Regions from separate parts of the Sus scrofa genome. Here region 2 is linked to region 1. A link is a contact called in public HiChIP or PLAC-seq data. All regions are on one chromosome and are shown on one strand. The core of a region is the stretch at or near the end of the contact, and the rest is flanking DNA. Distances in the headings are between cores, read along the strand shown. Region 1 has its middle 160 kb from the start of OPA1. Region 2 overlaps LOC110256390 (a long non-coding RNA gene).

Evidence for each region. HiChIP or PLAC-seq counts read pairs in DNA pulled down with a chosen protein or histone mark.
Region 2: a contact with region 1 is called in an H3K27ac HiChIP or PLAC-seq map of skeletal muscle. The contact joins two enhancer-like sites. A contact is called at or near these places in 5 of 47 Hi-C or Micro-C datasets (fetal heart ventricle, liver, omental adipose tissue and 2 more) and 2 of 2 datasets of contacts at active chromatin or transcription factors (alveolar macrophages and skeletal muscle).

What each region holds. Positions count from the first base shown.
Region 1 is chr13:130,781,518-130,785,573 of Sscrofa11.1, reverse strand. No RefSeq gene overlaps it. Among named protein-coding and RNA genes, the nearest start is that of OPA1, 160 kb to the right of the region's middle. Within about 2 kb of position 1,928, at least 24 of the 83 cell types and tissues checked have an H3K27ac peak or open chromatin away from gene starts, as enhancers often do. A contact at or near this core is called in skeletal muscle, where this site is marked.
Region 2 is chr13:131,244,764-131,248,819 of Sscrofa11.1, reverse strand. All of the region lies in intron 1 of LOC110256390 (a long non-coding RNA gene), which reads left to right. Among named protein-coding and RNA genes, the nearest start is that of CPN2, 91 kb to the left of the region's middle. Within about 2 kb of position 2,044, at least 7 of the 83 cell types and tissues checked have an H3K27ac peak or open chromatin away from gene starts, as enhancers often do. A contact at or near this core is called in skeletal muscle, where this site is marked.

The DNA of each region.
Region 1 (4,056 bases), core at 679-3,178:
AACAAGTACATCAGTTGCTAGCTGGTTGTAATGCCCTCCAAGCCAAGTAACAAGGCTTATGTCTGGGAACGTCTCTGTAGAAGGATGCCGCTCAATCGGAGGGCTTCCCAGAAGCTGGCCAGGGTGGACTGGGGGGCATGAGCTGGGCGTGGGGTGGCAGAGGGGAGGCAGGGAGTGTTGAAGACCTGAGCATATAACCTGGGGAGGAGAGGGCTTTTGGAGCCAGGACCCTGTCTCCAGCGTGTGAAGGGAAGCCGGAGGCCAGGCAAGATGCAAGCCCATGCAGAACATGTGTCCTGAGCAGGCTACACACCTCTTACTCAGAACTGTCTTTCCTCATCCACAAGGGGACGATAACACCTATGACAGCAATATCCCCAGGCTTTTCTTTCTTTCTTTTTTTGTCTTTTTTTTCAGGGCCACACCCACGGCATATGGAGGTTCCCAGACTAGGGTTCTAATCAGAACTGTAGCCGTCAGCCTACGCCAGAGCCACAGTGATGCCAGATCTGAGCTGCACCTGAGACCTACTCCACAACTCACGGCAATGCCAGATCCTTAACCCACTGAGCGAGGCCAGGGATTGAACCCGCAACCTCATGGTTCCTAGTCGGATTTATTTCCACCACGCCACGTCGGGAACTCCTCCCCGGGCTTTTCTGGATGGCGACACAACATACGCAGGATGGCTAGCACCTTGTGGGGACTTTGCAGAGATTCCTGTGTCCCTTCTCTACCACATGAATTTCCTGTCCTGCGTCTCTCCGGTGGGTGAAAGCTGTCAGAAAATGGACTTGGGTTCCTATTAGGCAAGACTTTCCTACAGACGGAACTGTTCCAGGAGACAGCAAATCTCCATAGACAGAGTGGCCATATGGTACTTCCTAGGGAAAATCCAGGAGGCTCTGCCTTTGATGTCTCAAAACTTCCACAAGGAGGTGGGATCGGAAAGCCCTGCACCCTTCCCCACTAGCTCCTCTCTGGTCCTGTCCCTCCTCCAGCCAGCCTGGTCCCAGAAAGGCTCAATTAAGAAGGCATTTCCAGGCCTCTCTGAGGCTGGCACCACCACATTTTTTGCATTCTCTCCTCTGATGCATGTCTCTGTGTGTGTGTGTATCTCACCTACCCCAGGAGTCCTGTGACCCCACCTAAGAGGGAGTTTCTCCTTTGACCTCATTGTTCCAGCTGGTAGAATTTTCTCCAGGCTCTGGAAAGAATTGTCTTTGCTGAGCCCAGACTCTCCAGGACTTGTGAGCATGCCCTGTTCTGGACTCGTGGGGATTCGGGGATGAGTGGGACCTGGCCCCCAGCCTGGGGTAACCACCATCATATGCAAGTGACGTGTACTTGTGCAAGTTGCTCTCACCCTGGGAGAGTTGATTGATGCCCGAGGGCTGGAGCGCCAGAGGCCCAAGGAGGCAGCTAGTGATTAATTCTGACACCAGGCGCACAGGTCAGCCACAGCTTCACACAGTTGGTGAGGTTGAAACTGGGGTTCAGGGATGAGTCAGGGGATTGGGAGTGGGAGGAATGCCCAGGATTTCGAAGCTCTCGTTGGCTTCATTTTTGGTCTGTGAATCCTTTTGTTCTCTTGGGTTTTCACACCAGTGAAAGCATTTCCCTTCCAGGGTGTGACCCGTCCTGGCTTCAGACACCCCTTTGGGTGGAACCTTGCAGGAAGGACTCGTCTGGCCGCCAGAGTTGGACCAGATGCTGCCCCCCGCCCCCGGCCCCGAGAAGCCGCCCCCCCTTCCCTTTTCCTCTCTCCCCTCTAGTGCCCCGTCTGGGGAAACTTATCCAAGTTCCAAATAGTAAATTTAAGTCCTTGGCAGCCCTCCCACAGATGACTCCCAAATTATCCCATTCCAAGCCTGGGGGTGGGGAGGCCAGGAGTTCAGGCCTGAGGATGTGGCTGGTGGTCTGAGAGCTCCGTGCGCCATCTGCTGGCAGAAACCAGTAGCCAGCCTGGAGTGGGAGGCAGGGGAGAGCCTGTTGGTTGGTTGGTTTCATTTTAATTTAATTTTTATTTTATACTGGAGTAGAGATGAGTTACAATGCTGTGTTAGTTTCAGGGGTACAGCAAAATGCTTCCGTTATACATATACACATACCCATTCTTTTTTGTATTTTTTTTCCCATGGAGGTTATTACCAAATAATGAGTAGAGCTCCTTGTGCTATATAGCAGGTCCTGGTTGATGATCTATTTTATGTATAGTAGTGTGTATATGTTAATGGAAAAATCTGAATTGACCCTTCCCCTCAACGTTTCCCCTTTGGTAACCATAAATTATTTCCTGTGTGGGTGAGTCCATTTCTGTTGTCGCCTTAAAAAAATGCACAGCCTGAACGTTGAGGGTTACGTTCTATTTGGGGCAAAATTCGGGCTTAAGCCCGGGAGACAGCATCTCAGGTAGCCCTGAGAAAACTGCTCCAAGGAAGTGAGTGGGAAGCTAGGATATATAGGATAAAGGTCAAGGGGGAGGTGCCTGCAGCCGTGCACACATTTTCTAAAATTTGCTGCTGGTCTCCTGAAGGTTACCACTAGTCACACCGAACAGACATCACCATGAAGGATTTTAGTGTTTTTCCATCTAGAAAGATAGAGGAGATGCAAGAAGTGGGCTCCTAAAAATATCTAAGTATCTGAAGACCTGTTCTTCCAGTTTTCCCAGAGCACAGAGTACCTTACTCCTGAGCTCCGCTCAGGGGCTGTTGTGGGTCGGCGGCTGCAGTGGCTCGTGACTTAATCCATGTAGACTGTGATGGCAAGTGCCAAACTCCAGTTCACACTGTTTTGTAAATAACTTCATTTGTATCATTTTTTTAGATTCCACCAGCCCTGGTTGCGCATCTCTGACAGAGAAGGCAATGCACCATCTAACTGACAAAGTCAGAAAAGGGAGAAGTAAGGCGCGCGTGTGCATGTGTGCGTGCACGTGTATGTGCCACGTCGGTGCCTGTGTGGATTCCTCCACGGCCACTGCCTGCAGCCAGGCTGTGGGTAATTTGGGAGGTGTGTTGGGATGGCGTGCATGCTTCTGTTATAGTTCCCTAGGGTGAGTCTACGAGTCTGTCTCCAGAGTAAAAAGACAGTAAATAAGAAAGTAATCAGGCCCAGATGTATCCCTCCAAGGGAAGTTTCCAGATGTCCTCTCATTAATCCTCAGTCCAAACCACGGGTGACGTGTGAGACTCCGTTGATTGCCTTTTCAGTCGGGGAGAGTGAGACACACAGCACGATCGGGACCCAGAGTGAGAACACTGGGCTTTACTACAAGCACCCAATGACCTGGTGATAAAGACCTTACAAGTCATTTAGTCCATCCCTGCCGTTTCGCAGAGGAAGAGCCATGAATTCAATGGTGGAGGAGCAAGAGAGAGCGTTCCCAGGAGGTTCCCTTTAAAGTCCTTCTCACCAGGAGTTCTGAGGGAAAAATCCCCAGCCCAGCCCCCTGGGTGTGCCAGGAGGATCCCAGGCAACTGCTCCCCTGCCCCGCCCCACCTCTGCCTCACCTCTTCTCTATTTATATTCCTGAAAGAATTTCCTGACCCGTAAATCTTGAGAGATTTATTATTTCCTGTGGCAGGCATCCCCTTCCTTGGAAAAATGTGGCTTGCCAGTTGCAGATTCAGAACCACAGTGGGGTCACAGCTCCCAAACGGCAGTGGCATTTCTCCTGGAAGCCTTCCATTGTCCCCTGTGGGGCTCCCAAGGACACTACTCACTCTTCCTGGCTTCCAATTAATGCTGCGGGAACAGGTTGGAAGAGCAGCCAAAAGTCCCAGGAGGACTGAAGGGCTTGATTCCCTGGCTCACATCCCCTGGAAGAAGGCGGGGGTGGGTGTGGGGAATGGGGGGTGGGGTGGGAGGGCTGGGATCTTCCTTTTTTCTCTCCAAAACCACTGCCTCCAACTTCAGGTTCTTGTTTCTTTCTTTTTTCTTTTTTTCCTTCACTGTGAGGAGAATCTTCCTAAAACACAGCTCAGCTCCGAATCCTACAGGCAATGCCTCCTTTTTGCATATGATAAGTTTATATATTTTACAGGGTCTTCA
Region 2 (4,056 bases), core at 795-3,294, 460 kb before region 1:
CTCTCTCTCTCTCAAAGCTATTGATCTCTCTCCATTCCCACCTTACAACCTTGGTTCAACCACCCGTATCTGTCTTGCTCCCCATTGCAGACTCAGCACCTAGTATAGGACTTTTCAAGTGCTTGCTCATAATATTTATTGACTCAATGAGTGAAAGTGAGTAAGCTGGTGTAGACCTTCCATGGTGATCTGTCTGATCTCATCTCTCTTCTCACTCTTGGCGCCTGTCCTGAGCTCCTTCTGGTTCCCTGTCTATCTATCTCTTCCAGAAGCCTTCTCTTGTCTTCCCATCTGAATGAGATGGCTGCTCTGTGCCTCAGAGCCCACACCACACACCCAGCCCATTCCTGTGATCATGTATCTCGCTGCCCTAGAATTGCCTGTTACACTGTGCATCAGTTGTTCACACTTGACACTAAGTCCCATGAAGCAGCATCGCTGCTTTATTAGTCACTGTCTTCCTAGCACTCTGCATACAGGAGGTGCTCCTTAAGTATTTGTGGATTAGTGAGTTCCCGTCATGGCGCAGCAGAAACGAATCCAACTAGGAACCATGAGGTTGTGGGTTTAATCCCTGGCCTTGCTCAGTGAGTTAAGGATCCTGCGTTGCCATGAGCTGTGGTGTAGGTCGTACACGTGGCTCAAATCCTGCATTGCTGTGGACTAAATGAAGATCTAGAAATTACTGCTTCTCCACCTAACCCCTTGCACCCTCACATCTCCCCCAGCCCCCAACCCCATCCATCTGGGGTTTGGCACTGGTCACTCTGACGTGCAGGGAAGTCCTCCCCTGGAAGCGTGTATCTGGGTGCTAGCATCGCCCCTCCCGGTTCTTGTCTGATATTGGGGTGCTTTGTTCAGTGACCTGACCTGCACAGTAAGCAGGATGTGCTTCGCTGGTTCTGACCTCCCAGAGTCTCTCTGATGTCCCCATCTGGCATTTTCTGACTGGGTCTCCTATAGTGTTGGTGCTGGGTTGATCCCCTCACTGGACTGTGAGTCCCCCAGGCAGGGGCGGCATCTAATTCATGTCTGGCTACCCTCCCCCATCTCCACAGCCCCCCGGAATAAGGGCTTATTTGTACACAGTGGGTTCCCAGGTAAAGGCAGACGGCTCCCTTGGGTGGACAAGAAGCTGGAGAGGTTCAGGGTTTGCTCTGGGAATTGGGGCGACTGGAGGGAAGCCCAGAAGGTATGGCAGGGAGCTATTTCTCACCAGGAGTGTGGGTGAAGGAGGAGACAGCGGGGCAGGAAGAGCAGCGGAGCGCGAGGTGCAGGGCAGGAGACGAGAGAGCAGAGTCCCCGGCCTCAGTGCCCGGTTAGTCATGCCCAAGGTCCCCAGCCAGCCAGCCAGGCAGGTGCCCACGGAGCTGTGCCTGTGGGAGTTGTGAGCACGTGCCTCTCGTCGACCCCAGGGACCTCACTCGCCCAGCGTGATGTAAAGGGCCTCACACCCTCCTCATCGAAGAATCAAGTCAGCGAAGTGTTGTATGTCTCCTGCGGAAAGGCTGTGAAGCAAAGGTTAGCGATCTTCACCGCAATCGCCACCGCCCCCCGCTTACTGCTTCTCACATCTGTTTACCCGGTGTTCACCTTTGTTATCTCATCTGATCACCACAGCTGCCGTTATTTACACTTCGTAGTTGAAGACACTGAAGTTCAGAGAGGTTGAAGGGCTAACCCAAGGTCACACAGTCAGCCTTTCGGGGGTGGTGGTTGTGGTGATGCTATGGACTGAAAAACCCGCTCTGAAAATCCTCTTAAATGGCGTGGGCAGGCACACAGCCCAAGTCTGGCTGTGCACACGTGTCAGTGGGCCTGATCTGATTTTCCCCCGTGTCTATCCATGCCTTCGCATGTCTGGGGGGCCCGTGGATGATTCAGGGCGTGCCTTTGCAGGTGCTGATGGGTGGAACCGCGTGGGGGCGCATCCTTGGGGTCGCAGGCGTGCATGTGGGCTGGCCTCGTACACCCGCTGCACACAGGCACTCGCCCCCTTCTCAGATGTCTTGGCTGTGGGTTTGACAACTGAAACCCAGCTGCGCTCTGGCCAGGAAACATCCGCTGTGGAAACCTAGGAGGAGCTGACAGTCCCTAAAGAGGGGTTCCACATGCTGCCAGCAAGCGCTCCTGGCGCACTGCCTAATTCCTTGCAAATGCTCCTTAAATCTGTTTCTAATTTGGACTCTGCCTTCCCCTGCCCCCACCCAACCCTCCCCACTCTCCCACCTTGCCTCAAACCAGTCAAATTATGCTGAATAATGGCTGTGGAGGGGGAGAGTGCTAAAGGTCGCCAGTGGGCTGTTGGAGGGTGTAATAATGTCACATTTTAATTTACGTGGGGAACGGTGTGGGGATCAAAACCAATAAATTTGAGCTGTACTCGCAACCCCAGCCAACGGTAACTCTTGAAGGTCATGCCACTTCCAGGGAAGAAATCGCTAACTGTCCCACCCCGCAGTCCACCGTGCTGGAGAAAACTCATGTGCGTACGCACAGATGCAAAACACAGCATCTTCTGTCTGTAAGGGGATGTGGATTTGGAGATTTGCAGCATCAGCAAGAATCTCTCCAGTTGTTGGAGTATCACCCAGATGTTCAGGGTATTAAGATTCTAAAACAAAATATGTCTTCCATATATTTCGCAGCCCTGTGAAATATTCAACACCAGGGTGACTCAGATCCATGGGAAAGTGTATACAAAGCAGAACGAGAAGAGTCAAAAGCAGAGTTGTATGCACACATTGATGGCAGCTCTGAAAGCTTATTTACATGCGAGAAAGGTGGGGAGGGGGCCCCTGGAAGACATCTGTTGGAACTGTGTTTGTGTTGAGGGGCTGGGGATGTGCCTTGAGGCGCCGTTGTTTTACTAATTAATGGGGTCTTAAAATATGAATTCTCGGAAGGCAGAAGTTTTGCTCTACTGATCCCTTTTGGTCCACTTGGAATCCAGAGATTGAGGAGTCTAGAGATAGTTCTCACCTGTGCTCTGTGGCCAGGTAGCCCGGGGAGCCAGGAGCAGGAGGAAGCCATGAGTTATCAGTATCTGGAGGCCTTTGCAAGGGAGGCCATGGTCACGGTGATCTGGTGCGAGCCCCGCCCCCTCCCTGAGAGTCTGCAACTGGCGTGTGCTCCAGGGGCTGCTGAGGGGGCCTGGCGTGCTGCCCATCCCTCAGCTGGCTCTGCAACCGAGGGAAGGTGGGGTTTGCAGTCCTGGGGGCCACCGCGGGGAAGCCGTGAGGCTGTCAAGGCTCCAGAGCACACGCTGCTCCATCTGGTTGGAAAGGAAGTGGGAGGGGGAGAAGCTGCTCTGGGTTGAACGACACCCTGAGGACTTGTGCTCCCTCCTCTCCACCACACACCAGACAGCGGCCACCAGGCTGCCTTGGGAAGAAAGAGGAGGAGGGGGCTGCACATCTGCCCCAGGGCCTGTCTCTGGTTTCATCCTGCGCTGCAGTTCCCTTTCATATCCTTTTCCTTTTCAAACGGTTACCATTTACTTAGTTGTCTGTGTGTGATGCTAGGGACCTCGCGTATGCCCAAAGCCTCCTTTCAGCCTCAGAATGTACCTGCAAGGTGAGTGCGGCAGAGATGGCTCGCCTTCAACTGGAAGTCCCTACTTCCCTGTCTTTAGGGTTAAGTCATTGCTAGGAAGTAGCTGCTCATCCAGGGACCACATTTCCCAACCCCCTTTATAGCGAGTTGTAGCTGGAGGACTGGGTTCTGACCAACGGGTTGTGAACAGAAATGAGTTGCTCCGCTACAGAGCCTGGCCCATAAAAAACTCCCAGGAAGCTCTCTCCAAACTCGATCCGCTTCTGCCCAGATGGACTGGGGGACAACCTTCAAGATGACCACAGAGCGTAAAATGACAAAACATCTATCAGCCTGGGGGTCTGAATGCCTGTGTGAAGAGAGACTGAGTAGCCAGTCTGTTCCCTGCCCAGTCCTGAGCAAAAGTAAATGTGTATCTTACTGTTTTCAAACCATTGCACTACTAGGGGCCTGTTTGTCATAGCAGTGAACCTACCGTAAGTACTTAATTAGGAATTTTTG